Regions from separate parts of the Mus musculus genome. Here all the other regions are linked to region 1. The links are chromatin contacts, called in public HiCAR-type, HiChIP or PLAC-seq and promoter capture Hi-C maps. All regions are on one chromosome and are shown on one strand. Each heading gives the region's core, a stretch centred on a gene start, on an enhancer-like site or on the middle of the called end of the contact. The rest is flanking DNA. Distances are from core to core; before and after follow the strand shown.

Region 1 (3,619 bases), core at 489-2,988:
CACAAATAAATGAAAGGAAATTCCAAGCTTCAAACTTGAAAAAGTCACTGCTAAAAAACAATATGGGTTGCCAGCACTGCAGTATACCAGGAAGCAGAACTGCCTTTAATTAGTAAGATATTTTCCAGAAATAGATTTTATTAAATTTTAAAACCCTCTCAAACAAGCAAGTGAATACACTATATTAACAGTCTAACATGAGGGCTACATACAGAGGTAGAGCACTGGCCTAGGATCCAGAGCTGCCTTTCCCAGCACTGCAAAAAATACACAAACAGATATGCTTCCATTTGAAAAGCACTTCCTTAAAGGAAATGCAATAATCTTCCAAGTTATACATAAAAATCATTTTGAATCAACTATTTCCTATATACTTGGCCAACAGGCACACCTTAAATGTCAAAGTCTTTTGTCTAACAAGTTTCTTCCCCAAAACATATGGGTCGGTCTCTTTCAGCTGCTCAGAACACTTCTAACAAGAATCGAAACTAAAACTCATAAAAGCCCCCAAGTGTCAGGAACTGCTCTGGGGCCTAGACACTACTCATGTTTTAATTATACTAAAAAAAAAATTTAGCAAAAAACTTAAATCAATAAATCCTGTATAAACCCCCAACAATGTATTGGAGTCATCAAAATGACAGACGTCTTGAATAATACAAATTACTGCTCAAATCTAAAACAATCCCAAACCGTTAAAATTTTACTAATTTGGCTTGTTTGCAAGGAAAAAGGAAATTCACCTTAGTAATCCTACAAGCTGTGCACTGAAAAAACTATAACCAATTACACCAGATAAATTGTGGGTATGGTGGATCATAACTTGCAAGTGCCTTTTTTTTTTCCTAATCCTAGCTTTTCGGGGGTAGGGGTATCCTTCTGAGAATTTTTGTCTTTAAAGCCACTGACTCACGAAAATATTCCCAGGCCACTGCTCACTCCAACCCTGAGCATTAATTCTTCTAAGACTTTACAAATTTAGAAACCTTCCAATTCAAGCCTTCCTATAACGCACGGCATAGCGTTCCCTAGCATCCTGGCGTGGGCAGCAGCAGGTCCCCGGTCATTCCGCTTTGGAAAGGAGTTGTTCTCCCGCGGCTCGGAGATGGGGATGTGGGAAGATCTCGGGCTGGATAAGGCAGGGATGGGAGGGAAGCGCAGGGGAGGGAGGGCAGCGGAGAGGACCGCGGGAGGCGGATGGGCTGCGGGGTCTGGGAGGAGAGGCATGACGAGGGCCGCGGCAGCCATCCCCGGGAGCCTCTTCAGGGGCCGGGCAGACGTCGCTGACGCGGCGGCTTCGGGAAGGAAACCCGGTGCCCGTCCGGCCTCACCTGCAGGGTCACCTCCCGGGGGTCCCAGTGCGGCCGCAGGTGCCGCAGCAGGCTCAGGGCGCCGTCGCGGCAGCGCTGCTCCTCCTGGTCCTGCACCGTCACGTCGAGCTTCGGCACCTCGGGCGAGCCGGGCGGGACGTGGATGTAATTGGCCATGGCCCAGGCGACGGCGGACACGACCACGACGACCACGGCGACGGCGACCACGAGCGCGGCGGGCGCCGGCAGGCTGCTGGACCCTTCCGTCCCGGGGCGCCCTCGGCGGAGGGCTGCGGCCGCTCGGACGCACGGGCGGGCGGCGGGGGCAACCGGGCGGCCGGACGGGGTGCGCAGTGCAGAGACGCGGAGGCACGGCCGCTCTCGGGAAGATGCCTCAGTGCGCTAGACCGCGGGCGGCCGCGAAGCATGCCGGGACTGGCCTGACGCTAGCGTCACGCCGGGGGCGGAGCCTCGGCTGCGTCAGGCGGCTGGCGGGGTGGCGAACCCCGCGGCACAATGGGCGGGCCTCGGGGCTCTTGGGGATCGGGGTCTCGGGGAGCGCGCACCGCCAGGCACTCCGCTACTGTGGGGTTGGCTGGGCTCCTGCACCCGAAGGAGTCCGAGCGCGGCCGAGCCCAGCCGGAGCGCTTACGAGCCTTGCCGAACACTGCCGAGCCCTGCCGGAGCACTGTCGAGCTTTGCCGAGCCCTACCGGGGCTCTAACGAGCCTTGCCCGAGCGCTACCGGAGCCCTACCGAATTCTGCCGAGCTCTGCCGGAGCGCTGTCGAGCTCTGCCGAGCCCTTTCGAACTCTACCGATGAGCTGTGGAGTGCTACCCAGCCCTGTCAGGAGTCAAGGAAGCGTCACCTTTCTAGATCACTAGGGTCGTGGGCTCTGCTTACTTAGGGCTGACGTTCTTACGGGACGCAGAAGGCACGTCCTGAAATAACCCTAAATTTAAGCTGTGAGCTTAGCCTGGCCTCAACCGGCCAAGCTGGATTAATTTGCTCGCCTTGTTCCTGAAGCTGTGTGCACAGAACTACATGCTTGCTTGGTTCAGCAACCCAGTTCCCTTTGACGGTACATAGAAATCACAGTATTTGGGGCAAACTTTACGTAAAGTGAGAGTAAACCGGTGACAGTGGTGTGATGACCTATACCTGTCCTAGTTCTCAGGTGCCTAAGGCAGGATTGCCACGAGTTCCAAACCAGCCGGGCTACATAGTGAGTTCCAGGTTTGCCCGGGATATACTTAGTCATCAGCCGACCGATAATAGACGACTGAAACACTCATTTTAAGGGTCAGATAGTTGACGTTGCTGAGAATTATTCAAAGCCGGTTATATAAGGTAGAGACTCGGAGGGAATTGGAAGGAAAGAAAATTAGATCTGTCATGCTAAATCATAGCGCGTCCTGGGACTCGCACGGCTACATGAAACCTCCTGTATCAGAAAGGCTCTGCTCTTTGCTTGTTAGAGAAATACTGGCAACCGGATCATCTACAAGTTTTTGGTCCGCCCTTGTGCTTTCCTTTTATGACGGAGACAATGGAGGTGACTTTCACCTTGACTTCTGGCCTCCCCGGGGCTGAGTACAAGTGAATAACTTGTGAATGATCAAATGTTGTATTACCCATTAGCACACATTTATGTTCTCATTGTTCTGAATGAGGCTACATACCTTTGTAAGTCACAAATAAGTCTGAGATAATGATAAACTTCCTACACTAAAAAGTGGGAAATCCACTCCTGCATTTTTGCAACATTGTAAATTTATTGACCATTTTCCAGACTTGAGTATGTGTTTTTAAAAACCACTATGTAGCCCAGCAGTGGTGGTGAACGCCTTTAATCCCAGCACTTGGGAGGCAGAGGCAGGCATTTCTGAGTTCGAGGCCAGCCTGGTCTACAAAGTGAGTTCCAGGACAGCCAGGGCTACACAGAGAAACCCTGTCTTGAAAAACTCAAAAAAAAAAAAAAAAAAAAAAAAAAAAAACCACTATAGAATGCCCTACTTTCAGTACCCTGAGCGCACCCACACACATACACGCACACACACACACACACACACACACACACACACGGTAAGGGGAGTATTACAGGACACACTAGATTATGTATTCTATCTAATGAGACTAAAATAACAGAACACACTAATACTTCTACGTTTTGAGTAGTATCTCCTTATTAAATCGTTACATTTTTAAGAATTATATGGAATATAACTAAACAACTAACACCAAATTCAATTTAAATTAAAAATAAAATTTTAAGAAAGCATGCAAAAGGTCAGGCACAGGGTAACCCT
Region 2 (3,619 bases), core at 768-3,267, 2.7 Mb before region 1:
CTGAAGGGCTACATCCAGAGCCTTTTCAGAGTGCTGAGTTTATAAGTTCACCTCTGGCCCTCCCCTTGAGCCTCATGGTTCCCCCTCAACTCCCCACCATCCCCATTTGGCTTCAGTTAAAAGCTGGCCCCAGTTAGCCCAGGAGTTCCTCTGACCAGATGTTGGCCCGAGACCCTCTGTATACTGACAAGGCCAAGATGCAGTGACCCAGGCTTATATATTCCTATCCCATAATTTTAAAAGGGGGATTGACCCTAAAGTATGTTTGGAGACCACGAACTTTCAGAAATCCAGTAGACAGAGGGCTGTTATTGCTGCTATTTTTTATTTTATTCACCTTAGCCTGCTGCTACCTAACCTGGCCAGTTAAGAACTGGAGGAAGCCAGGATGCTTTACTGTACTAATAAACTGTTGAGAGCTCTAACTTGCCTCAGAATCAGAAAGATAACCACTTAGAGACAAGAGAGGGAGTAAGGGCTTAGAATAAAAATCCAAATCTGCATTTAAAAAAAATCACTTTCACTGTTATCATTAATTAATCGCCTGCTGCAAAACAAGCCCTGTCGTCCTACTCGAGGAACCAGGGAGGGTGCTGGAAAGGAACTCATCCCGGCAGCTCCGCCCAGGACTTGGGCTCCAGCGCCGCGCGGCTAGGCGGGGAGGAGGCTCCCGGCACGTGACCCGCTCCAGCCGCCCTGGCCCGCGACCCAGATCCGTCCCCGGAACCCAAGCGCCGCTGCCCTGGCCCTGCTGCGCTCCAGTGCGCGTGCATTTGGGGCCCAGGTTCCTTCTCGGTTCTCGTGCCGCTGGCGATAGCGAATGTCCGAGAGTGAACGTGATTGTCAATTCTGAGAAATTAGTGTAGGAGCAACCTGGGGTCTCCCTGCCCACGGGGATGGAATTCAGATTCTTATTTAGCTTGAGTTGTGGGGACACTGAGCACCTGGGGACGGCTGTCCCCAGCTGTGTGGACCGAGCTCCCGAGGACACGGGGCGCGCGCACGGCATCCCTGCGCGCTGATGTGGCAGCCGCCGCAGGTCGCATCACGTTGCCGGCCCTGTGCTGGTACCCGCTGGAGACAGGATTAAGGAGGGAGGCCGCGGAGGTGCCAGTAGTAAACGTGGGCTCGCCACACTCTCGGCGTGGCTTATCGCACGAGGGAGACGGGAGGCAGCACAGTGTCTCGCAGGCTGGGGCGGGCAGGACCCGGACTGCGTGGCTTTCCCGCAACAGTCCTTGCGTGCCTCCTGCCCTGTGCCACCCTTCCCCCTCCCTGCTCTCCCCCGGGAGCACCCGAGGCCCCAAACGTCATCTGCCTCTGTGTGATTAGTGTCACCGCAATTCCGGCTGCTGCGGGAAGTTTAGGTGGCCCGGGGACACTGTTGCCAGAACCACTTGGTATGCGACATTCTGAATCAGTGTCTACATTTTCACTGATCTTAAATCCGGGAAGCAAATTGCAAGTCACCCCCTTTTCAGGGTAGGTCTCCAGCCTGACCTAAAGGGTGTCTTTCTACCCGACCCTTCTTTCACCCCTGGCCAGTAAACAATGAGCAAAATCTCCGAATTTTCCTTCCCCGCTCAAGTTTAGCCACCACGAATTCGCGTTCTTTCTCTGGCCCAAACCAACAGCAATTGGTGGGAAAGCCAAAGGCCACGTCCTCGGTTCTGCACCGAGATGCTGGACGAGCCGGGGGAGCCCCTCGTCCCGCCCCGCCCCCGCGCCCTGCAGCGCCTCGGGGAAGACGAACGGCTCGCCGGGTGGCCGCTCCTTCCAGGTGGCCCCAATCAGGTGTCCCCGCCCCCTCCCGGCCCCTCCTCCCCGCCCCCCTCCGGGCTGGACCGCGGATGGTACGTTCCGCACGTGAGCTGGGTGCTGGTCTGGCCGGCGACGCGCGTGCCCTGTGGCCAAACACTGCCCGGAGTGAGAGCAAACTACCAGCGCAGTGCGTGTGTGCGCGCGGGTGTGCGCGCGCGGGTGTGCGAGAGGGCGAGCGAGCGAGCACGGGGCGGAGGGGCGGCCAACTGCTTCACACTTTCAATACTGCACTGAAGAGGGAGAGCGAGACAGCCTGGAGACGCACACATCCCCCCAAAATCTCTCCAGGCGACCGTCCCACAGATTACAGGACAGAAACCTCCAAATCGAAACGGACAGCCATTGAACATGGACGAAGGAATCCCTCATTTGCAAGAGAGACAGTTACTGGAACATAGGGATTTTATAGGGTAAGGTGTACGCACCGTTGCGAATATCTGTCTAGGCGTCGGTTTGGCTTTTTTTTTTTTAATCCCCTGCACAAAGTGATATGGAGCGGGTGAGGGCAGAGCCCCTCCCGGAATGGGGGCCTGATGCTGATTTCTGTTTTTGCAGACTGGACTATTCCTCTTTGTATATGTGTAAACCCAAAAGGAGCTTGAAGCGAGACGATACCAAGGTAAGTCTTAAGTTTCCCATAACCTGCCTGGATAGTTAATTAGGGCCATTGATTTCGCAAGGAAACTCTGCCCGCAAATATATTCCAGCCCTGAGCTTTCCTAACTGTGAATTTTAAGTGGCTTGCTGGATACTCCGGGGGATATTCAACACCGCACCTGAATTTAAATTGCATTTTAGAAGTCTAGAGGAGAGAGTTCTGGGCATTAGTTCATTACATAGTGTGTTTGGGGGTTGGGGTGGGAGGGTTCTATCCAGTAAGTGAATGAATGTTTAGCTCACTGCTGTATCTTTTCTCTGGCTCGTGTATGAAGGATACCTACAAGTTACCGCACAGATTAATAGAAAAGAAGAGACGAGACCGAATTAATGAATGCATTGCTCAGCTGAAAGATTTACTGCCCGAACATCTGAAATTGACAGTAAGATGCACATTTTCATTCTCCTGATGGACTCCGGGGTGTATTTACCTGATAAAATTCCCAGAGATAGGATAATAAATGTAAATATTAAGAGGCCTGCCTTCTAACTTGTGCTGTAACTAAGAGTTTCCCAGAGACTCAGAACAGGGGCTCCGGGCTAATGGCAGAGATCATTGACGACCTGACTGTGGGGAGCTGAGCAGCGCTTCCTTCCCAGTGGTGTGTGTGTGTGTGTGTGTGTGTGTGTGTGCCTGTCTTAAGTTGCTGGGCTGCGTGGAAATAAAAATGCGTGTTTTAAAGTAACCCCTGTCCCCCTTTGTCGCACCACTGCAGACACTGGGGCATTTGGAGAAAGCAGTAGTCTTGGAATTAACTTTAAAGCACTTGAAAGCGCTAACAGCCTTAACTGAGCAGCAGCATCAGAAGATAATTGCTTTACAGAATGGTAAGTGGGTCTGAGGAAGCCAGCCTGCCCTGATACAAAAGGGGGTAACGCTGGGGGCGCAACGCTAGGACTCCCCCGCTGCGTCCTCTCCTGGTGAACGTCGCCTCTTTCCCTTTGGTGGCAAGTACCCAGAGCATCCCAAAGGCTTCCCGCAGAGCTGGAGGAGCCCCGTTTTTATTTAAAGTGGCGGCTGCACCTCTTCAGTTGGGTTTTTCAGCCAGGAAGAGAGCGCCTCACCGCGCCACCCCCTCCTCTCTCGGCAGTCTGCGGATTATATCGCTGGAATGCCCAGGAAAAGCCGAGCTCACTGTAG
Region 3 (3,619 bases), core at 780-3,279, 2.6 Mb before region 1:
AGGAAACCTTTTCTTAAGAAATTAACCATTTCTCAGAAAGCAAGGCACTCAGGTCAAGCACTAACATATGCCACCAAATACAAAGGCTATAAAAGTGAGCACGGAGGATTAGGATTTTAAAAGTCATAAGCTTTAAAACTCTAAAGACAAAAATGCAAAGAAAAGCAACACAACAACCCTGTATGATGCTAAATCTACAATTTCCAAACAGCTCTAAAAAAAAAAAAAATGCAGAATTCAGGTAGTGTGACCCCAGGAATGGCATGGGCACCTTCGGAACTGAGTCTCTCCAGGACACTGACACTAACTGAAAACCTTTCCTATCTGCACAGTCAGCCCCGTGACTTGGCTCCCTCTAGGGGCTCTCTGCTGTCCCCCAAAGCTCCTGTAGCCCAGAAACAGGGCTTGATGGCAAAGATCTCAGTCCATTATGGCCAATTGAGCCCGGTACGGAAAGTACCATCTTGAGACTCTTCAAGGGAGGGGTGACTGATTGGGAGGATTTTTAGAAAAGATTTAATTACCTACACTGCAAATTACACTGTGTTGAATCTGATCCTCCAGTAGAAGAATCATCAAAGCGTGTCCAGTCTTCTTAAATGGAGTATTGGCCGTGTGTACTTTTGAGGTTTAGGGGTAGCTCCCCATGGAAATATATACGATCACAAGAACCATTAACATGACCACTAGAGGATAAAGCACAAACCACTTCCCAAACTGCTAGCGCAGTTGTCCGGAGCCCTGATTCCTGGGTTTATCAGCACCCCACCCCCACCCCCACCCTGCAGTGGGCTGACATTCCCGATTGCCTCCAGCAAAGAACAGGTTTTTGGGTTTAAAAAACAAAACAGGAAAGGTGCCGGTTTTCTGTGCCTCCAAGGTACGATCACAACCCCTGGCAACCACAGATTAAAGACTTTTAAAGAAGAAAGAAAAACTACCTACACCCCCACACACATACACATACACACACACACACACACACACATACACATCCCAAAACTGGGCAGAAACGCAGAGATCACCACATATTTAATATACTTCCCTGGGACAAAACGTGTCTCATGAAAAATGGCTGAGCACCAATCTACAGTTAGGTATCTAAGTGTTCGTCCCTGCTGTCAGCGGGTTGGAGGGATTTTTTTTTTTTTTCTCCTTAACGCAAGGCTTTGATGTGTTGGCAGAGCTGACCTGACAAGCTGGAGTAGGCTAGGAAACGTGTCCTGCATATTTCCTTCTGTGCCTCCAAAGATTAGGACCAGAACTGACTGCGATTAAACCCTACCTAGGATCCAAGGGCTTGAGCCCTTGATGCTGTTCGATGCTGGGAAAGTAGTGGTTCCGCAACCCCGGGCAGCTCGGCGATGCTGAAATGAGCAACCCAGCCCCTAGCTGGTCTCCGCCGCCCACCACCGGGCCGCAGCGGCCTCGCACGCCAAGCCCCCGACCCTTAAAGTTGAGCCTCCTATGATTGCCCTCTGCAAGTTTCCAGGGTGCAGGACGCAGCCAACTTTGCAAGCCGCCTCTGGGCGACTCGCTTCCCCGGAGGGGCTGGCCACCGGGGAGGCAGGGCGGCTACGGTTCAGACAAAATGCAGAAGCCTTCCAACCGCCACTTTTCCTTTTCCAGAGGGGAAGCTCTCCCTCCAGGCGAGCATCCGATTTCCATCTGGAGAGGGAGAGGGCCGACCGCGCATTCCCCTCGCCCACAAAAGTGGCCTCTAAAGTCGCTCGCCAAGGACACCGGGAAGGAGGCGACCCCGGGCAGGGCCAACTTTCGGGAGGCGAGGTGAGGGCGCGAGGGTGACAGCGGCGCCGCGGGGGGCGCGGGCCGGGAAAGTTGTACTTACTGCGCTCGCAGCCCGTCCTCGTAGTCCCGGTGCACGGCCCTCGGCGGAGGCCCGGCCCGCCCAGGCTGAGGCGGCGGCTGAGACGGCCGCGGCCGGCGGCGGCGGAGGGCGAGCGGCGGGCCGGGGCTGAGGAGGCCGGGCCGCAGGGCGGCGCGCGGAGGGCTGAGCCGGCAGAGAGACGCGCGGGGAGGGCGCACGCCGGCCTGGCCCGGCAGGGAGGGCGGTGCGCAGCGGCGCAGAGGAGGAAGGGCGGAGGAAGGAGGGCGGGACCGATAGGGCCGCGGAGCCCCGCACAGGGGCGGGATGAGGGCCGCCGCGAGAGCGAGCCAGCCGGGGAGGCCGCGCCGGGGCAGGGAGGACGAGGTCTGGGAAGTGTGGTGGGGGGCCGAGGAGGCGGGGCGGAGGGCCTGGGCGGGTGGGGCGGAGGCCGAGGAGGCGGGGCCAAGGGCCAGGGAGGGAGGGGCGGAGGGCCAAAGAGGCAGGGCGAACGGCCCGGGAGGGCGGAGCGGAGGCCTAGGAGGCGGAGCCAAGGGCCAGGGAGGGAGGGGCGGAGGGCCGAGGAGGCGGGGCCGAGGGCCGTGATTGCAGGTGGGCAAGGGAGAGCAGGGTGCAGAGCTGGAGAGAGCTGGATGCAGGGCTGAGAGGGGGGCGGGCCGAGGGCCAGGGAGGAGGGCCAAGAGCCAGAGGCTCCGCCCCTTTTCTGGTCGCGGCGCTGGAGAGAGGAGCAGTGTTATACCCCTCACCAGCTCGGGTTACAGCGGCGGCCCCGCCTGCAGACAAGGTTCGGGACAGCGCGGTGCGGCTTTGTGGGAGGCGCTGAGGCCGGTGGGCCGGAGCCTGGCTGAGGTTAAACATTTCCTCCAGTCGCTCGCAGGCTTGGGGTCGCCAGGCCAGTGAGACCTTGCAGCTGACCGCTCTGCGTCTGCTGACAGGAAAGAAGGGAGAAACGGCCCAGCCTTTCCAAGGACTGGTTTGAATGGCTTTTCCTGTAGAATAACTGTGAATTGATGTCCACCGCAGCAACCAGTGATGACCGTTGCAAGTGAGGAGAGATTAAAAAAAAAAAAAAATGAAGTGAATGAATCGAATGTAACAAAGGTTTTAAAAGAGTTGGGATCACTGGAAAGAGGATTGTCACAAGTTCGAGGTCAGTATATGTTACCCTAGCAACAAGCAGTATCAGACCTCAAAGAGTGAATCATATATTATTACACACACACACACACACAGAGAGAGAGAGAGAGAGAGAGAGAGAGAGAGAGAGAGAGAGAGAGGCAGGAATTTTGCCAGAAATTCAAGAACAGCCTGGGCTACATTCTTTGGTTCCAGGGCATCCTGGGCTACAGAATGGGACTGTCAAAAAAGAGAAAGAAGTCTAAGTCGAGCATTCTCCAAGGCATAGTTTGGATTGCTTTTCCTGAGTAGCTGTGATTCAGCAACAGCACCCCCACCTCCCTGAGCAGCAGGCCATGATAGAGGCAACAGACAACGAGGGGAAAAAAGGCAAATGAATCAGAGGTGAGTAACAAAAGTTTAGAAAGAACTGGGCTCAGATTCAAAAAATGCACCCACACACCTTTAAAAATAGCTTTTAATCAGCAAAGGACATCGGAACATTGACCTGGAAGTGCAAATTCATATGTTGTTTCACTATTTTTCTGTCATGCAGTGCCTGAAGTGGACAAAATTCAGTCTTTGGGCTAGAAATGCTCACACATGCCCGAAGCTCAGTAGTAGTTATTAATTTGGAAAGAGATGGTGTGGCATACA
Region 4 (3,619 bases), core at 409-2,908, 2.5 Mb after region 1:
AGGGGTGGGGGTCTCCTCCCTGCACAAGTTAGTTCTGTGAGTTCCAGGAGACCAGCCATATTGGAAAACACTTGTCAATTGCAGTTCTGACAAGTGTTCCCGAACACCGATGCACGAAGCTAACCTTGTGTACCGAGGTGTACATCAAGGGCCTCTGGAGCTCGGCTGGGGCGTCTGGGCCATTTTGGGGGGGCTGTCTCCGGGACAGAGTCGTCCTTCGATCCGAAAGGAGAACCGCGCGCCGAGGAAAGGAGGGTGGGGAAAGGAGAGTTGAGGGGGGATGGTGAGGAGTTGGAAGCCGCTCAGCGGCAAGAGGGGCGCGGCGGCCGCCCGGGATTTCCAAGTTGAGATCTGGGGGGGAGGGGCTGAGAATCAGGGGGCGGGAGATCCCGGAGAGAAAGTCCCCAGGTCTGGGGTCCCAGAGTCTGGGGCAGGGGAGATTCCGGCGAAGCCGTTCCCAAGGTGGGCAGGCGGGCGGGGCAGGGAAGGAGAAGCAAGAAACGGAAAGGACTGCGGCGAGAAAGTCCCCTCGGTCCCCTCGGCGGAGCCCGGGAATCTACAGAGCAAGGGATCGCTGCTAGAAGGGTCCCCCCCGCCCCCCGCCCCGCGCTGGGCCAAAGGGTCCAGGAGATGGGAGGGGATCGGGCAAGGAAGTCAGCTCAATGGAGTCCAAGAGGAGTCCCCTAGGTCCCCTCTGTGGGGTCCGGGAGGAGTCCCCTAGACGGGATCCACGCAGAGTCCCCTCGAATCAGGAAGAAGTCCCCTGAGTCCCCCTCGTCGAGGTCCGGGAAGGGTCCCCTTGGCGGCGCACTGACCTGTCCTCCGAGTCCATGCGGCTCAGCGGCTCCCCGTCGGACGACATCTCCAGGCTGCCCCGCCGGCCCCCGGAGGTCGCGCTGCTCCCGCCTCCCCCGGTGCCGTAGCCCTCGTCGCCGCCGCTCGACACCACGCTACTGCTGCTGCTACCGCCACCGCTGCTGCCCGGGCCGCCCGGGCCGCCCCGCGGTCCCTTGGGCTCCTCCAGGCCCTCCTTCCCGTCCCCATCGCCGCTGCTGCTGCTCGCCGCGCCCGGGCTCAGCGAGCGCGTCTCGTCGCCGCTGCAGCCGCCGCTGCTGCTGCCCACCAGGCTCTCGGCGCTGCTCTCCTCCTCCGCGCCGCCGCTGCTGCTGCCCTCGTCCTCGTCGTCCTCCTCGTCCTCGTCCTCGTCCCCGCCCGCCTGGCTGGCGCTCTCGGGGCTCGGCTCCGACATGGTCTCCGCCTCGCCGCCCCCCGCGCCGCCGCCCGCTCCCCCGTTCAACAGCAGCGCGGCCACCGCCTCTGCCTCCGCCTCCTCGTCATCCTCCTCCTCCTCTTCCTCCGGCGGCTCGGCCCGGCCGCGCGCCGCGGGCCCGGGGCTGCCGGGGGACAGCGGGCTGAGGCGGGAGAGCTCCTCCAGGTCGGCCATGTCGGCGAGCGCGGCGGCCATGGCGGCGCCTGCTGCTCCTCCGCCTCCTCTCGCCGCCGCCTCCTCGCCCCCGCCACCCCCCGCTCCGCGCCCGCACGCCCCAAACTCCGCGCGGCCGCCGCAGAGCGGGAGGAGGGCCCGCGGGGCTGCGTCAGGCTGCACACGCGCTACGGAGCCCGCGCGGGGACACGCGCCGGAACGCGCGCACTCACGCGGAGGAGGCAGCGCGCCTGCGCGCCGCGGCGGCCCCGCCCCTCCAGAGTTTCTTTGGGCCTTCCCACGCCTTCCCGCTCCGGGCGGAGGCGGGACGAGCCCTCGAAACCCGAAGTCGGTGGGGATTTTCACAGCCCTGGACTTCTACAGAGAGAAGGAGAAGCATCGGCTCAGAGAGAGAGAGAGAGAGAGAGAGAGAGAGAGAGAGAGAGAGAGAGAGAGTGTGTGTGTGTGGTTTGCGGGGGAGGTGGTGTCCTGTAGAAGGAAGCCGTAAGTGGAGCAAGTGTCTGGCCGTCTGAGCGCTTGCCATACTCAAAAGACAGGTCTCAGACATGTGCAGAAAGTTCGATAAATCGGTTTTTTTTTGTTTTTTGTTTTTGAAGCGCCGAGCCGATGTCCACACCGCGGAGGCAGAGGCTTGACTCGCAAGCCAGGCTTGCTTACCTGTCCCGATGTCCCAATGACCCAAGGAGGGCAGCTCAGACGAGGCGGGCGTTGCTTTGGCTCGAGATCCTCGCAGGTTTTAAGTCCTGGAGCTTCTAATAAAATCTGGGGTGACACTTGTAGGCAGGCTGAGTTCTTGGGGTGTAGCGCTGGCCGTTGAGGGCTCTAACCGCTCTTCCAGAGGAGCCGGCGGTCGGTTTGCAGCACCCACAAGGCGGCTCACAACTGTCTAATCCCAGCAGCTCTGACCACATCTCCCGGCCTCCCTCCCAGTCTGGTGGGTGGTGCACACAGGTACCTCACCTAAAAGGCACACCTTTAACCCCAGCCCTAGGGTGGCCGAGGCAGGAGGGTCTCCGAGATTCCGAGGCCAGCCTGATCTATATAGCGAGTTCCAGGCCAAACTGAAATCCTGCCTCACAAAAAGGGAGGGTGTGAAGAAGAAAGCAGGGAAGAGGTTACTACTCCTACTAATGAAAGGCTCCTCCCTATCCCCAGGCAAGAGTCAAACCTTCCCTTTACAGCTAGGGAAGCATTGCATCTTCCTGAACTTCTCGGTAAGGGAATGCTTTGTAAATAAGCTTTTTGTAAAATAAAGACCTGGAGTTTATGAGGAAGGCTGGTGAGCAGCCCACATCACACCCTGACTCCGGGGCACATCTGATGCTCTGGAGTGGGGAAGCAGTCTCAGAGAGCATTCCCTCATTCATTCTTAGTAGATCTTCACACACAAAGAGAGAGAGAGAGAGAGATCCCCCAGGTGGAGTATTTTCATGTTTCTAGAATTCACTGCCCTAATTTAAAAAATAAACATAATAAAAGAAACAACATGTAGTATGAGGCTAGAAGGGATTGTTGCAACTTTGAGGCCAACTAGTGTGGGCCACAAGGAAACCGCCCCACAAATATCTTAGTGTACAGTTGCAGCCTTAACCTTTGGATACATACTATCACACGTAATGTTCCCCCAGTGGAAGGAAACATCCTCAAAAAAAAAAAAAAAAAAAAAAGAAAAGAAAAGAAAAAAGAAAAAGAAAAGAAAAGTTTCCTCAAGGAAAAGCAAAAATTAAAATGATAATATACAATGTAGCTACACTGGCAGGCGTTAACCTCAAACTCTAACTTTCAGAGTCATTCTTGCAGATAGATCAGGAATGTGTTGTCATCCTGGATTGTAGACTGAGGATCACCAAACTGGACTGGAATAAAGCATGACTCAGTGTATGTGGCAGCTGCTCTAAGGCACATTAGAAATTAGGACTGACCTAGCAGAGGAAATTCAAATCTTTTTATCTCCCCCCACCTTCTAAGAATATTATGCAAATATTCTAATCCTCCCCACCCTGTAAACCTTTGTTTAAATAAAGGCCCATGGCTCTATTCTAGAAACTTGGTGGCCTGGAGCCTTGACCTTTTTCTCCTTGGACCCTCTTCCTCAGTTTCCTGGGTGATGATCTTTCCAGATTGGCCAACTGAATAAAATTGTAAGGTGGGAGCCCAGCCAGTGGGGAAACACAC
Region 5 (3,619 bases), core at 285-2,784, 2.2 Mb before region 1:
AGCCTCGTGGAGACTTGGGATTGGCTCCAGTGCCATCGTGTAGGGGAAGCTAATGGCATCCTGGTTACTAGATAGGCTGCAGCTAAGTCCTGGAAGGCCTTGGCAACTTGGACTTTACAGTTGCAGGTCCAGTAGCAACTTGAGAAAGTAATCCACTGGAGGAGATTGTGGTGGCAGAGATGGCAATCCGGGCATACAGGAAAAGATGCCCTGGGGTAGCAGAAGCAGCCGCTGCTAAGTTTTGCCCTGAACCACCGTGAGTGGTGAGCTGTTGTTGCGGTGTATTGCAAAGCTGGAGTTCCAGACGACACCACTGCTCACTCACAGGGCGCTCATTTTGCCTGTAGTGGAAAGGCAGCGAGAGGAGTTGTGAGTCGGGCACGAGATCTAAGGGACTCAGAACTCCAGGGCCATGTGAGTTTGCTGCAGAGCAAGTGTGAGGGACAATGACAGCCCTGATTGGGGGAGGGGGCCTGGATGGATGCTGACTCTGCAGTTTCCTGTGGCTTCTGTGTCCCTACCTAATGTCATAGCTTCACCTGCCAACCTGACACAAACTTAGAGAGGCTGGGGGAAGGGAGCTTCAGTTGAGAAATCGCCTCCATCAGATTGGCCTGTGGGAGTGTTTGCAGGGCATTTTCTTGATTGCTAGTTGTTGGAGGAAGGCCCCGCCCACTGTGGGCGGCACCATCTCTAGGCAGGCAGTCCATCCAGGTCAGAAAGGTAGCTGAATGTGAGCCAGTGAGCAGCCAGTGGCAGCGCTCCTGCATGGCCTCCGCTTCAGCTCCAGCCTCAGGTTGACTTAGTCAGGGTGCTATCGCAGTAACAGAAAGTAACGTAGGAAATCTAGTAAGCACCAGCACTTCCACTGTTCTGGAAGATTCTACAGAAGTCGTTCCCTACCTGTGGCCGATAGACCAACCAGCAGTCTCCCTCCAGTCCTCAGGCCAATTCCTAGAACTAAATCCAAGCAGAACCTGTGTGAGCCTGTGTTAGAGCCTGCTACGGGGCTAATGTGTGAGCCTGAAGGATGGTGACACGGCCCAGCATTCACTGAAAGGAGGCAGAGATTGCCCCTGGAGTCATCGTTGAGGTTTTCCTCAAAAGCATGAAGCTTATGGCTAGACAGCAGCTTTGGATGCGCCCTCAGAATGCAGACACGCTTGCCACCTCTGTAACCTCTAAATGGAGACATGGAATGTGCTTTCCTGTGCATGTGTGTGCGTGCAGAATATGTATATATGGTACACGGGAAATAAATAGCTTAAGCTAGATACCAGAAAGATCCCTCGCTGCTCTGGGGTCTGGAAGCAAATGACAGGAAAGTGTGATTGGGAAAGTAAAATTGTTTAACCGGCTCAGAAATTAAAACAAAACAAAACAAAACAAACAAACAAACAAAAAAAAAAAACCAACTAAGGCGTTTCCAAGTGCGGGAAACATTCCAAACAGGATGTACAGGAGTGTGCGAGGTGCCTGGGGAAAGGAAGCATTTGGGAGAAATTGGAACTACATTTTACAATGATTTATTTATTTTGTTAATGGAGTACACTCAAGGTTTGTATGTATCTGAGGTGAGTGGAAACACAAGTCCATATAAACTGTAAGTAGAGTAGCTTTTAAATTTCCGTTTTTATTTACTGACGGAAAGGAAGTAATTTAAAGTTATTTAAAACACACACAACAAAGAAACACTAGACAATTTTCTGCTTCCTTCCTGTTGATCTCACTGCCAACAGTGCCCTCTAGTGGTGAACTGAGAAGACGTTGGTGGAGGAGGGAAAAAACATTACCGGAATTTTCATGAAAACGTAAACTTTTACAATTCCACTTGGTAACTGAATGCTATATTTGGCAAGAAAAAAAATGAATCTTTGCAGAGGTTCACAGCAGATAGCTTAAGACGTGGGCGTTTCAACGTCAGCTTTCCTTAGTGGCTCTCCTGAGTGCATGCCCATCTGTGCGTGTAAATGCCCTCGAGGCTGCCTTTGGGGCGAGTCTGGGCCACAGCTTCTATTGTGTACCTTAAAACGAACAGAATCCACTTTTATGAGGGATACAATCGTTCTCCCCGAACTTGTGCTTCAACCTTAATCACTTCCAAGAACAACACAGTGTTCTTGCAGGATCTCACCTGGCCCCAACTCATCGAACAAACCAAGCCCCATTTTCTTAGAATGATTCAGACGCTCCCCTCCCCCGACCCCCACCCCCGCAAAAAGCAGTCATCACAACAGGCTACAGCCCGGGTTACAGAATGAAGTCGCGCTAACCCTGGCTCTGCCTAGAGCTTCTAGAGCAGCTACTTCTGAAATAAAGATGGGAGGTGGCTTCCCGGGCGCCACTCTAACGCCAGGCAACCGCTGGGCCATGAGCTCTGAGGCTTCAGCTCTGAACATGGTTCTCTGCCCTAAGCCCCTGGTCCAAAGATCCAAAGCACAGTACTTGTCTGTTTTAGGAGATGTTGGTACATACAGGCTGTTTTATGAGCATTCTGACATTCCGACTGTACCCCCTTTGATGTCTTCAATAGCACCCTTTGTCATAAGTGCCCAAAACGTGTCACTCACTGGCTGTCATGTTGGACAGAATTGGACACTCTTTCACTACAGGGGGACATCCTTGGTCTAGAATCATCTTCAAGCCCTGGCCCTAAAGAAACTCCTGAAAATTGTACTTTATAGGAGCAAAAGTTATTAAGCAACACACCGTCTAGCAATCAAAGAGAATGTCCTTAGTGCTTGGACAGACAGGTTCCACTCACATTCTAGACCGATACCCTAAGAAGAACGCATTCTTTATGAGGCATTTTTGCCAAAACACATAAACTGAATCTAACCATGAGGAAACTTCTGACACGAAGTGAAAGAGAGTCTGCAAAATAATTGGCTTGTCCTTTCCAAAATGCCAAGGTCATCAAAGAGAAAGGAAGGCTAGAGTTGAACCACAGGAGGGGAGACTCGAGAGACATGACAGTTAAATGAATCACAAGATCCTAAGTTAGGTCTAAACCACGGAAGGCATTAGCTACAGCCCAAAGTCCTGATTAGAGGGACACAAGAATCATGTTTCTTGTTTGCTCACCATGGTGTGACCAGATCAGAAAAGGTCTAGGGCTGAAAAGATGGTTCCGCCATTAAGACTGGTCGCTGCTCTTCCAGGGGACCTGAGTTTGGTTCCTGGCACCAACTTTGTGTGGCTCACAACTGCCTGTAACTCCTAATCCAGAGAATCCCATGCCTTCTGACTCCAGGTGGTTCTCTCTCTCTCTCTCCCTCTCTCTCTCCCTCTCTCTCTCTCTCTCTCTCTCTCTCTGTGTGTGTGTGTGTGTGCCTGTCTGTCTCTCTGTCGCTGTCTGTCTGTCTCTGTCGGTCTGTCTGTCTGTCTGTCTCTCGCTCTGTCTCTGTGTGTGTGTGTGTGTGTGTGTATGTATGTGTGTGCCTGTCTGTCTCTCTGTCGCTGTCTGTCTCTGTCAGTCTGTCTGTCTGTCTCTTTCTCTCTGTCTGTCTGTCTCTCTCTCTCTCTCTCTGTCTCTCTGTGTGTGTGTGTGTTTGTGTGTGTGTGTGTGTTTGTGTGTGTGTGTGTGTGTATGTGTGCGTGTGCCTGTCTGTCTCTCTGT
Region 6 (3,619 bases), core at 378-2,877, 2.1 Mb before region 1:
ATCAAACCATCCAGTCCCAGAGGAAGAAAAAAAATATGAACCAGAATTACATCCCATGTTTACACAATTCAACTCTGTTTATTGTATTTATAGATAAAAATATCCCATCATATATTTTATTCATGCAAATGGTGTAAGTGTTCATGTTTACTCAGTGGTAAACACTCAAAGCTTCTGACAGGATTGTGAGCTTTAGTCCCTGTGGGTTTGAGGATTATCAACAAAATCATGCCTGTGAATTGCCACTGAGGCTAAGAGAGATGGCATCCCAAAACATCAGACACCTAGAGAGAGTTGTAAGGTATTCTGCGCTAGGCAATGTGGCCGGATCCAACCCAGAGACTGCAGAGGAGCTCTGAAGTGTCCAATCTGCATCTGAAGTTGCGAGACGGCTTTTGAGGCGTTGCCTTTGAGGTCCTGTGGTTCCTATTACATGCATGCATCGTCGGCTCCCTTCATGCACTTCTGTTGAGACTGGCTTTTACCACACTGCGTTTTGAAATCAGTAAAATGAAGTTAATTAGGATCCAAAAGCTTCTACCATGGTGTGCCTGCTAGCTCTTTATCAACTTGACACAAGCTAAAGTCATCTGAGAGGAGTGTCTCAGTTAGGGTTTTACTGCTGTGGGCAGACTCCATAACCAAGGCGACTCTTATTAGGTTTACAGGTTCGGAGGTTCGGTCCATTACCATCAAGGTGGGAGCATGGCAGCATCCAGGCAGGCATGATGCAGGGGGAGCTGAGAGTTCTACATCTTCAGGGAAGCCTGCTAGGAAAAGACTGACTCCTGCACTGGGCAGGGCTTCAAAGCCCACCCCCACCACAGTGACACACTTCCTCCAACAAGGCCACACCTCCAAATAGTGCCACTCCCTGGGCCAAGCATATTCAAACCACCACAAGGAGGAACCTCAGTGGTGCCACCCCTGCTCTGGGCTGGTGGTCCTGGATTCTGTAAGCAAGCAGACTGAGCAAGCTTGGGGAGCAAGCCAGTAAGCAGCATTCCTCCATGGCCTCTGCATCAGCTCCTGCCTCCAGGTTCCTGCCTTGTTTGAATTCCTGACTTCCTCTGATGATGAACTGTAAGATGGAAGTGGAAGTCAGATTAACCCTTTCCTCCCCACATTGCTTTAGTCATGGTGTTTCATCACAGCAGTAGTAACCCTAAGACATATAGTAATATTTTCCCTTATATATATAACATTATGTATATTATACATTATATTATATATTACATTATATATATTCTCACTCGATGTTTGTCTCCCAAAGTCTGGCTTATTTCACTTTTCACAATCTTCAGTTGTATCCATTTTCAGCAAATGCACTGTCGAGTTGTTTTGAGGGTTGTATAAAGTTGCACTGTGCGTATGGGTGACATCTTCTCTATTCTTTCATCTGATAGATATCTAGGCTCCAGTCTGTGAGTTTTGCAGATGCTGTAGCAATAACCGTGAATGGCCACATGTTTCTGTAGCGTGTCGACCTAGGGATCTGTGCTATGTGCTCCAGAGTGGTGCGGCTGGTCATGTGACAGTTCTATTTTCAGTATTGTGAGGAACCTCCATACTGAACCCCGTAGTGGTTACGGCAGTTTCTTCTCCCACCAACAGTAGATATTGGTTCCTCTTTCCCCACATCCTCATCAGCGTTTGTTGCTGCCCGCCCAGAGTGACCATCACAAAGCAAACTGGAGCCTGGGAAAAGGCTTGGCTGGTAAAATGTAGCAAGCTGAGATCCTGAGTTCAGTTCCCAGAACCTACACAGAAAAGCTGGTGTGACAGTGTGGAGTGAGGAGCCCCTCAGGGCTCACTGTCCAGCCAGCCCAGCTTAACCCAGCAAGCTCCAGGCCAGTGAGGACAAATACATCTAAGGCACACACACACACACACACACACACACACACACACACACACACACACACACACACACACACACACACATGTGCACAGACTCACGAATGAAACAAAGAACAAATTTTCAGCATTTATTCACATCCGAGGATAAAAATAGGCATGCTATAAACTCGCAGGCTCAGCAGCTGACAGCTGAGCCACGTCATGCGGTTTCTGTCCCTGTTTGCATTTCTGCTTACGATGACACCAGACTCTGTTACACAAGCCGCATTTCCCAGGGTTTGAATAGAGGAGAGCGGTGGGGGCATTGAATCACGGGCTTCAGTTGCGTGTATAGATTTAGAGCCCACGAGGAGATGGCTGGGTGACAGCTTCTCTTCCTGGAGCAGAAGCCTGCATTGCTCGAGTCTGTCCACATCCTTTCTGATGGGCCTCTCCATCAGCAGACTATGAGGTTATTCCCCTGATAACCTTTTTTTTTTTTTTTTTTTTTTTTTTTTTGCCCAACACCATTATATTTATTGGCTGAACAAAATAATAAACTATAGTCAAATATCAAAAGGAATAACCTGCAGCCGGGTGCAGAGGCTTGTACCTTTAATCCCAGCACCATGGACGCCGAGGCGAAAGGGGAAGAAAGGACCGTGGAGGAAGTGAAAGTGCTGGGCAGGCAGGAAGATTGTTACCTGCAAACACACCTTCCTTCCCAAAATGCTTTTTCAGCTAGATGTTTTCATGAAGAAATGTACTTAGGGCTCACAGTTTGGGTAGGCCTAAAGTGTTTAACCTTACTTCATGATGATGGTGATGATGGTGGTGGTGGCGATGATGATGTAACCATCCCTTTAGCTGCTCTCCCTCTCTCTTTGTTTTTTGGTTTTGTATGAGACAGGCTTTTACTATGTAACCAGAAATACTTTAAACTCAAGACTCACCTACCTTAGTCTCCCAAGTACTTATAGGCCTTTGCTATCAGAGCTGACTTTTGCTTGTAAAAGGTCTCTTTTAAATCCATAAAGCATAAAGTTTGAGAAACCATCACCTTTTCAATTTTTTTTCATTTATTAATGTTTCAGGTTAGCACAAAGCAGAGAGATCTCTCTGAGGAGTTTCACATACAGACACACACATACACACATGCACATACATGGACACACATGTGTGTGCACAGAGACACATGCACACACAGACACACACATGTACATGCATGTGTGCATGTGCACACACATGTACACGCATACATACTTACATACATATGCACATATACACGCATGTGCACAGACACACTCACACATGCACATACATGTGCATACATGTACACACAGAGAGGCACACACGTGTGCACACACAGACACATGCACATGAACAGACAGACACACACTTGTATACACATCCATACTTACATGCACATATACATGCACATGCACAGACACACACTCACACGTGCATATGTACACACGAGCTCACACACACAGACACACACACACCATCCTGCCCTTACCTCTGCTTCACTGCACCCCCTCCTCTGTGCCATGATGGTGCCAATCCCCTCCCATTTTTGCTTTTTTTTTTTTTAAAGATTTATTTATTTATTATATGTAAGTACACTGTAGCTGCCTTCAGACACACCAGAAGAGGGCATCAGATCTCGTTACGGATGGTTGTGAGCCACCATGTGGTTGCTGGGATTTGAACTCCAGACCTTTGGAAGAGCAGTCGGGTGCTCTTACCCACTGAGCCATCTTACCAGCCCCCCATTTTT
Region 7 (3,619 bases), core at 310-2,809, 2.1 Mb before region 1:
TAGTGTGATAAGCCTTTCATCCCAGCAGTCAGGAGGCAGAAGCAGGAGGAGTTCTATGAGTTTGATTGAGGCCAGCTTACTCTTCCATAGAGACCCTCTCAAAACAAACAAAAACCAAAGAGAATTAAAATGAAATACTAAAGCATTAAATGGTGGTGAGTGTCCTGGAGAAAACTAGGAGTAGTGTTCGGGGACTGAGGGGAGACTGCAGTCCCAAAGACGCTCTTTATGGAAGCTCTCACTTAAGAAATGAGACATTTAAACAAGGCTTAAAGCCTATGATATAGGAAGCTCTGGGCATTGGTAGTTAGGAGACAGTTTTTGAGGACAGTCTCAGAGGAAAAGGCCAACCTCCCCATTCTCGGAGCAGCCAGGAGTCAAGGTGAAACACGAAGGTAAGGTAAGGTAGCAAGTGGTCAAAGGCAGCATAGAATTTTAGAATTTTGCCTTTATGTTCTTGAACTGTGAGCCACGCGGGAGCTCAAGGCAGACTGAGATACTGAGTTAGTATCTTTCCTTCAGCTTAACAGTGTGAATGTGGCCGCCATTTCTTCCTTTCCGTAAATTTCTTCCTTCATCTGTAAAATAGTCGAGATGATGTTTAACTCGCGGGGGCGTTGTGATAATTAAATACGCTATGTGCAAAAACATTTAGCAGTTAACTTGACACAGAGTAGGCACGTTCTTTCTTTCCCTGTCTTCCTCCTGTTTCCCGGGCCTCCCACCTGGTGCTGGGAGGGAGAGGTAGGGTGCAAGAAGAGTGACATCACTTCAGAGAGCTAGTGTAACAGTTTCACGCGTGGCTGGTGATGGGGCTGTGAGGACAGACGGCGGTCGGTGGGTGGGTGGATGGGCAGTCTTTTGGGCGGGGGCCCTGGCTCTCCAGGCCTCAACTGATGGCATTTTTTAGAAGGGGCATCAGTGCGGTCTAGAGGAACGCACGCTTATTTGCCTCCCTGTTTAACTCTGCGGTGGTAACTGATGAATGAATGTCTTCTACCTGGCGTCCTGAGAAGTCTCCTCGGATCTGTCCTGTGGAGCGAGGGCACTTCCTACAAAGCGGCTCTCCATGTGGTATCCGGGCAGAAGGCCAGCCTGGTCTACACAGAGAGACCCTGTCTCAAAACAAAAAGAGGAGGTCCGGGTTGGGAGCCTGCAGGCTTCGGACAGTCCGGCCAAGGGACCGCGAGGCCAGCGGCTGGGGTCCGCCCCCGGCGGCGCCGCGCGCGCCCGGAGGAGCAGCAGCGGGGCGGGCGGCCGCGTGCGAACGAGCGGCGAGGCGGGGCTATCGGGAGCGCCAGCCCCGGGTCGGGGTCCGCGTTGGCCGACGCCCTCTCGGCACCACCCTCGCGCGCCCCCGCCCGGGCCCGTCCTGGCCGCCGCTTCCCGCCCTCGCTCTCCTGGGCTCCCAGCGCTGCGGCCGCTCCCTCCCTCCCTCCTTCCCTCCCTCCCGCGCGCGCGGCCGAGGCAGCGCGGAGCACCGAGCGCATCGATCGGCCTGCTCTGCGGCCGCCCGCCCGCCTGCCGGGCCCATCGCGCACTCCGGGCTCGATTCGGCAGGCGGCGGCCGCGGCGGCTGAGGCGGCAGCGCTGTGGCGGCGGCTGAGACGGCAGGGGAAGGCGGCGGCGGCTCGGCCCGGAGTCCCGCTCCCGCGCCATTTCGGACCCGGAGCGAGCGCGGCGCGGGCCTGAAGGCGGCGGCGGGAGCCTGAGGCGCGGCGGCTCCGCGGCGCGGAGAGAGGTAGGGCGCGGGCGGCGCTCCTGGGCCGCTGCCCGGTGCGGAGCTCGGCGCGGCCGGGCGGGGCCGCGGCGCTGAATGAAGCCGGCTCGGGGCGGCGGGCGCGGGGCGCCGAGGTCGGGCGGCCGCCGTTTCCCGGACGGGGCGGCTTTCCTTCCTCCTCCCGGCCGCGGCGGGCCCTCCGCGCTCGCCCGGCCTCCGCGCCCGGCCTCTGCTGCACCCGGCATCCGCGCCTGGCGCCCCGCGCCCGGCTCAACTTGTCGGGCGCGCGGGCTGTGCGGGGACGCCGCTTCCCCTGGCCGGGCTGCGGGGCCCCGGGGGAGGTCGCGGCGGGAGGTGCTCGGACCCGGTGGCCGGAGGGCGTCGTGGTTCTCGGAGGGGAAAGGCGTCCGCCGCGGAGTTCGCGACCGCTCCCCTCCCCCACGCCTGTAAGGGCTGTGACATTGCCGCGGCCACAAAGGAGGAGGTGGAGGTAGGGATGGTGCTGGCAGAACAGGTGGCCCACGCCCTGCGCGGAAAGCCCGCGAGCGACCCGCACGGAAGCAGAAAAGTTAATGCGGCAAGTCTGAGTGGCTTTGTGTCGTGAAAACACAGGGGGAACGAAGGGCGAGAGCCGAGGCAGGGGACTCTCCCCGAGTGGAGCGCAGGCAGCTCGGCTCACAGCGTCAAGTTTGAATCGCCTGCTGCCCTCTCCCCTCAGTCCTGCGGTTTGTCCCTTGCCCCTTCCAGACTCCAGAGTTGATTGTAGCATTCGGGCCGACCTCTGAAATCCCCCTAGGCCCATGTAGTAGCTCAAGTCCTGAGCCAGCCCCGTTAAAGCAAGGTGATCATCAAGGCAAGGACTTAAAAGCAGAATGGCATGCTGTGTTTGTCGTAGAGGAATCATCTGAGAGGAAATGTTGAACAAGTCTGCTCATAATAATCACTTCGAAATTGCCACCAAATGACCAGTGTCACTCTTCCACCGAGGGCCTGATTGCTGACCCCTCATGTGATAGACAATAGACATCAGATACGCTAGGTATCCATATATTTAATTTGAAACTGTAGCTATTCACAAGCATCCTTGGTTTTAAGAGATGGCGGATAGTAATTTAATTTTTCCACTTTGGTTGGAATTGAGCCCCTTTATTACCTTTTGTAACTGGGGGTGGGGGTGGGTGGGTGGGGGAACCTTTCAGGCTTAAGGTTTTTCTTGAGTAAGACTTCTTTTTTTTCTAGTGGACTTAATTAAATATTACTAAGTTTTAAAAACCCGACAATAAATTTTATTCAGCAAAAGCTACGGTGTAAATGATTCAATATCTGTCCACAGTATACCCTAAATTAGCCAACATTTTAGTCTGTGGGACCCCTTTGCACCTATAAACAAATTATTGAGGGTCTCAGAAATCCTTGAAGGGGGGGAACATGCCAATATTTACTATATTAGAAGTAACACATTTTTTCAGTTTATTTAGAACTAGGAATAAAGTGCCTGTTGGTAACATGAATTCATTTTTTAATGAAAAAATAATAAATTTTCTAGAACAAAGAATTAGAGTAGCTTTGTTTTACACATTAACAATCTGTTTAATTGTGCTTCATAGGACATAACAGTATTCTTTCATATCTACATCTCATATCTGCATCTGCATTCTCTTTGTTGTGATTACAGGGCCTAGAGAACCAACTGTCCTTGTAATAGTAAGAAGGCTAAAAAACAATTGCTGTAAAAACGGTTCTAACCTCCTAATCCTGTTCCCTACCACACAAAGTTTTAGGGACCCAAAATTGCTCCTGTACGCTAGCCACACTGTTTGCGGGAGGGAGAGGCAAAGGTCGCATTTCCATGTGATTTCTTTTCATCTATCCCATTTGCCATGGTCTACATTTGTTACA

The links. Promoter capture Hi-C pulls out the DNA fragments that hold promoters and counts their contacts. HiCAR-type assays count read pairs that join an accessible place to other places. HiChIP or PLAC-seq counts read pairs in DNA pulled down with a chosen protein or histone mark.
Region 2: a contact with region 1 is called in a HiCAR-type map of astrocytes, with 3 times the contacts expected there. The contact joins the promoter of Bhlhe41 here to the promoter of Etnk1 in region 1. A contact is called at or near these places in 4 of 39 promoter capture datasets (hippocampal neurons, liver and pre-B cells) and 1 of 115 datasets of contacts at active chromatin or transcription factors (astrocytes).
Region 3: a contact with region 1 is called in a promoter capture Hi-C map of pre-B cells. The contact joins the promoter of Rassf8 here to the promoter of Etnk1 in region 1. A contact is called at or near these places in 7 of 39 promoter capture datasets (the 3T3-L1 cell line, 3T3-L1-derived adipocytes, embryonic stem cells and 3 more), 1 of 115 datasets of contacts at active chromatin or transcription factors (astrocytes) and 1 of 9 other capture datasets (adipose tissue).
Region 4: a contact with region 1 is called in a promoter capture Hi-C map of embryonic stem cells, with 6 times the contacts expected there. The contact joins the promoter of Aebp2 here to the promoter of Etnk1 in region 1. A contact is called at or near these places in 3 of 39 promoter capture datasets (embryonic stem cells and pre-B cells), 5 of 484 Hi-C or Micro-C datasets (B cells, embryonic stem cells, myocytes and 1 more), 8 of 115 datasets of contacts at active chromatin or transcription factors (the NIH/3T3 cell line, bone marrow-derived dendritic cells, embryonic stem cells and 2 more) and 3 of 9 other capture datasets (adipose tissue, embryonic stem cells and liver).
Region 5: a contact with region 1 is called in a promoter capture Hi-C map of liver, with 2.3 times the contacts expected there. The contact joins the enhancer-like site here to the promoter of Etnk1 in region 1. A contact is called at or near these places in 3 of 39 promoter capture datasets (hippocampal neurons, liver and pre-B cells) and 2 of 115 datasets of contacts at active chromatin or transcription factors (astrocytes and thymic regulatory T cells).
Region 6: a promoter capture Hi-C map of hippocampal neurons shows a contact between it and region 1, with 2.8 times the contacts expected there. The contact joins the enhancer-like site here to the promoter of Etnk1 in region 1. A contact is called at or near these places in 3 of 39 promoter capture datasets (hippocampal neurons, liver and pre-B cells) and 1 of 115 datasets of contacts at active chromatin or transcription factors (embryonic forebrain).
Region 7: an H3K27ac HiChIP or PLAC-seq map of stem cell-derived neural progenitor cells shows a contact between it and region 1, with 8 times the contacts expected there. The contact joins the promoter of Kras here to the promoter of Etnk1 in region 1. A contact is called at or near these places in 2 of 39 promoter capture datasets (the SN4741 cell line and neutrophils) and 3 of 115 datasets of contacts at active chromatin or transcription factors (large pre-B cells, stem cell-derived neural progenitor cells and thymic regulatory T cells).

What each region holds. Positions count from the first base shown.
Region 1 is chr6:143,165,349-143,168,967 of GRCm38.p6, reverse strand. It overlaps Etnk1 (ethanolamine kinase 1), which reads right to left and starts at 1,738. Exons shown (of 8, transcript NM_029250.2): 1 at 1,332-1,738. The coding sequence starts at 1,487.
Region 2 is chr6:145,863,818-145,867,436 of GRCm38.p6, reverse strand. Bhlhe41 (basic helix-loop-helix family, member e41) reads left to right here and starts at 2,017. Exons shown (of 5, transcript NM_024469.2): 1 at 2,017-2,231; 2 at 2,377-2,440; 3 at 2,754-2,861; 4 at 3,195-3,306. The coding sequence starts at 2,170.
Region 3 is chr6:145,745,197-145,748,815 of GRCm38.p6, reverse strand. It overlaps Rassf8 (Ras association (RalGDS/AF-6) domain family (N-terminal) member 8), which reads right to left and starts at 2,029. Exons shown (of 5, transcript NM_027760.3): 1 at 1,850-2,029. Gm15704 (a long non-coding RNA gene) reads left to right here and starts at 442. Exons shown (of 4, transcript XR_869590.3): 1 at 442-1,788; 2 at 2,782-2,996; 3 at 3,179-3,367.
Region 4 is chr6:140,621,541-140,625,159 of GRCm38.p6, reverse strand. It overlaps Aebp2 (AE binding protein 2), which reads right to left and starts at 1,658. Exons shown (of 8, transcript NM_001005605.2): 1 at 816-1,658. The coding sequence starts at 1,465.
Region 5 is chr6:145,358,371-145,361,989 of GRCm38.p6, reverse strand. No RefSeq gene overlaps it. Among named protein-coding and RNA genes, the nearest start is that of Gm38926, 12 kb to the right of the region's middle. Within about 2 kb of position 1,534, at least 46 of the 459 cell types and tissues checked have an H3K27ac peak or open chromatin away from gene starts, as enhancers often do. A contact at or near this core is called in liver and thymic regulatory T cells, where this site is marked.
Region 6 is chr6:145,305,394-145,309,012 of GRCm38.p6, reverse strand. No RefSeq gene overlaps it. Among named protein-coding and RNA genes, the nearest start is that of Gm38926, 41 kb to the left of the region's middle. Within about 2 kb of position 1,627, at least 159 of the 459 cell types and tissues checked have an H3K27ac peak or open chromatin away from gene starts, as enhancers often do. A contact at or near this core is called in hippocampal neurons, liver and pre-B cells, where this site is marked.
Region 7 is chr6:145,248,171-145,251,789 of GRCm38.p6, reverse strand. Kras (Kirsten rat sarcoma viral oncogene homolog) reads left to right here and starts at 1,559. Exons shown (of 5, transcript NM_021284.6): 1 at 1,559-1,741. Gm15706 (predicted gene 15706) reads right to left here and starts at 1,261. Exons shown (of 2, transcript NR_045598.2): 1 at 1,001-1,261; 2 at 1-578.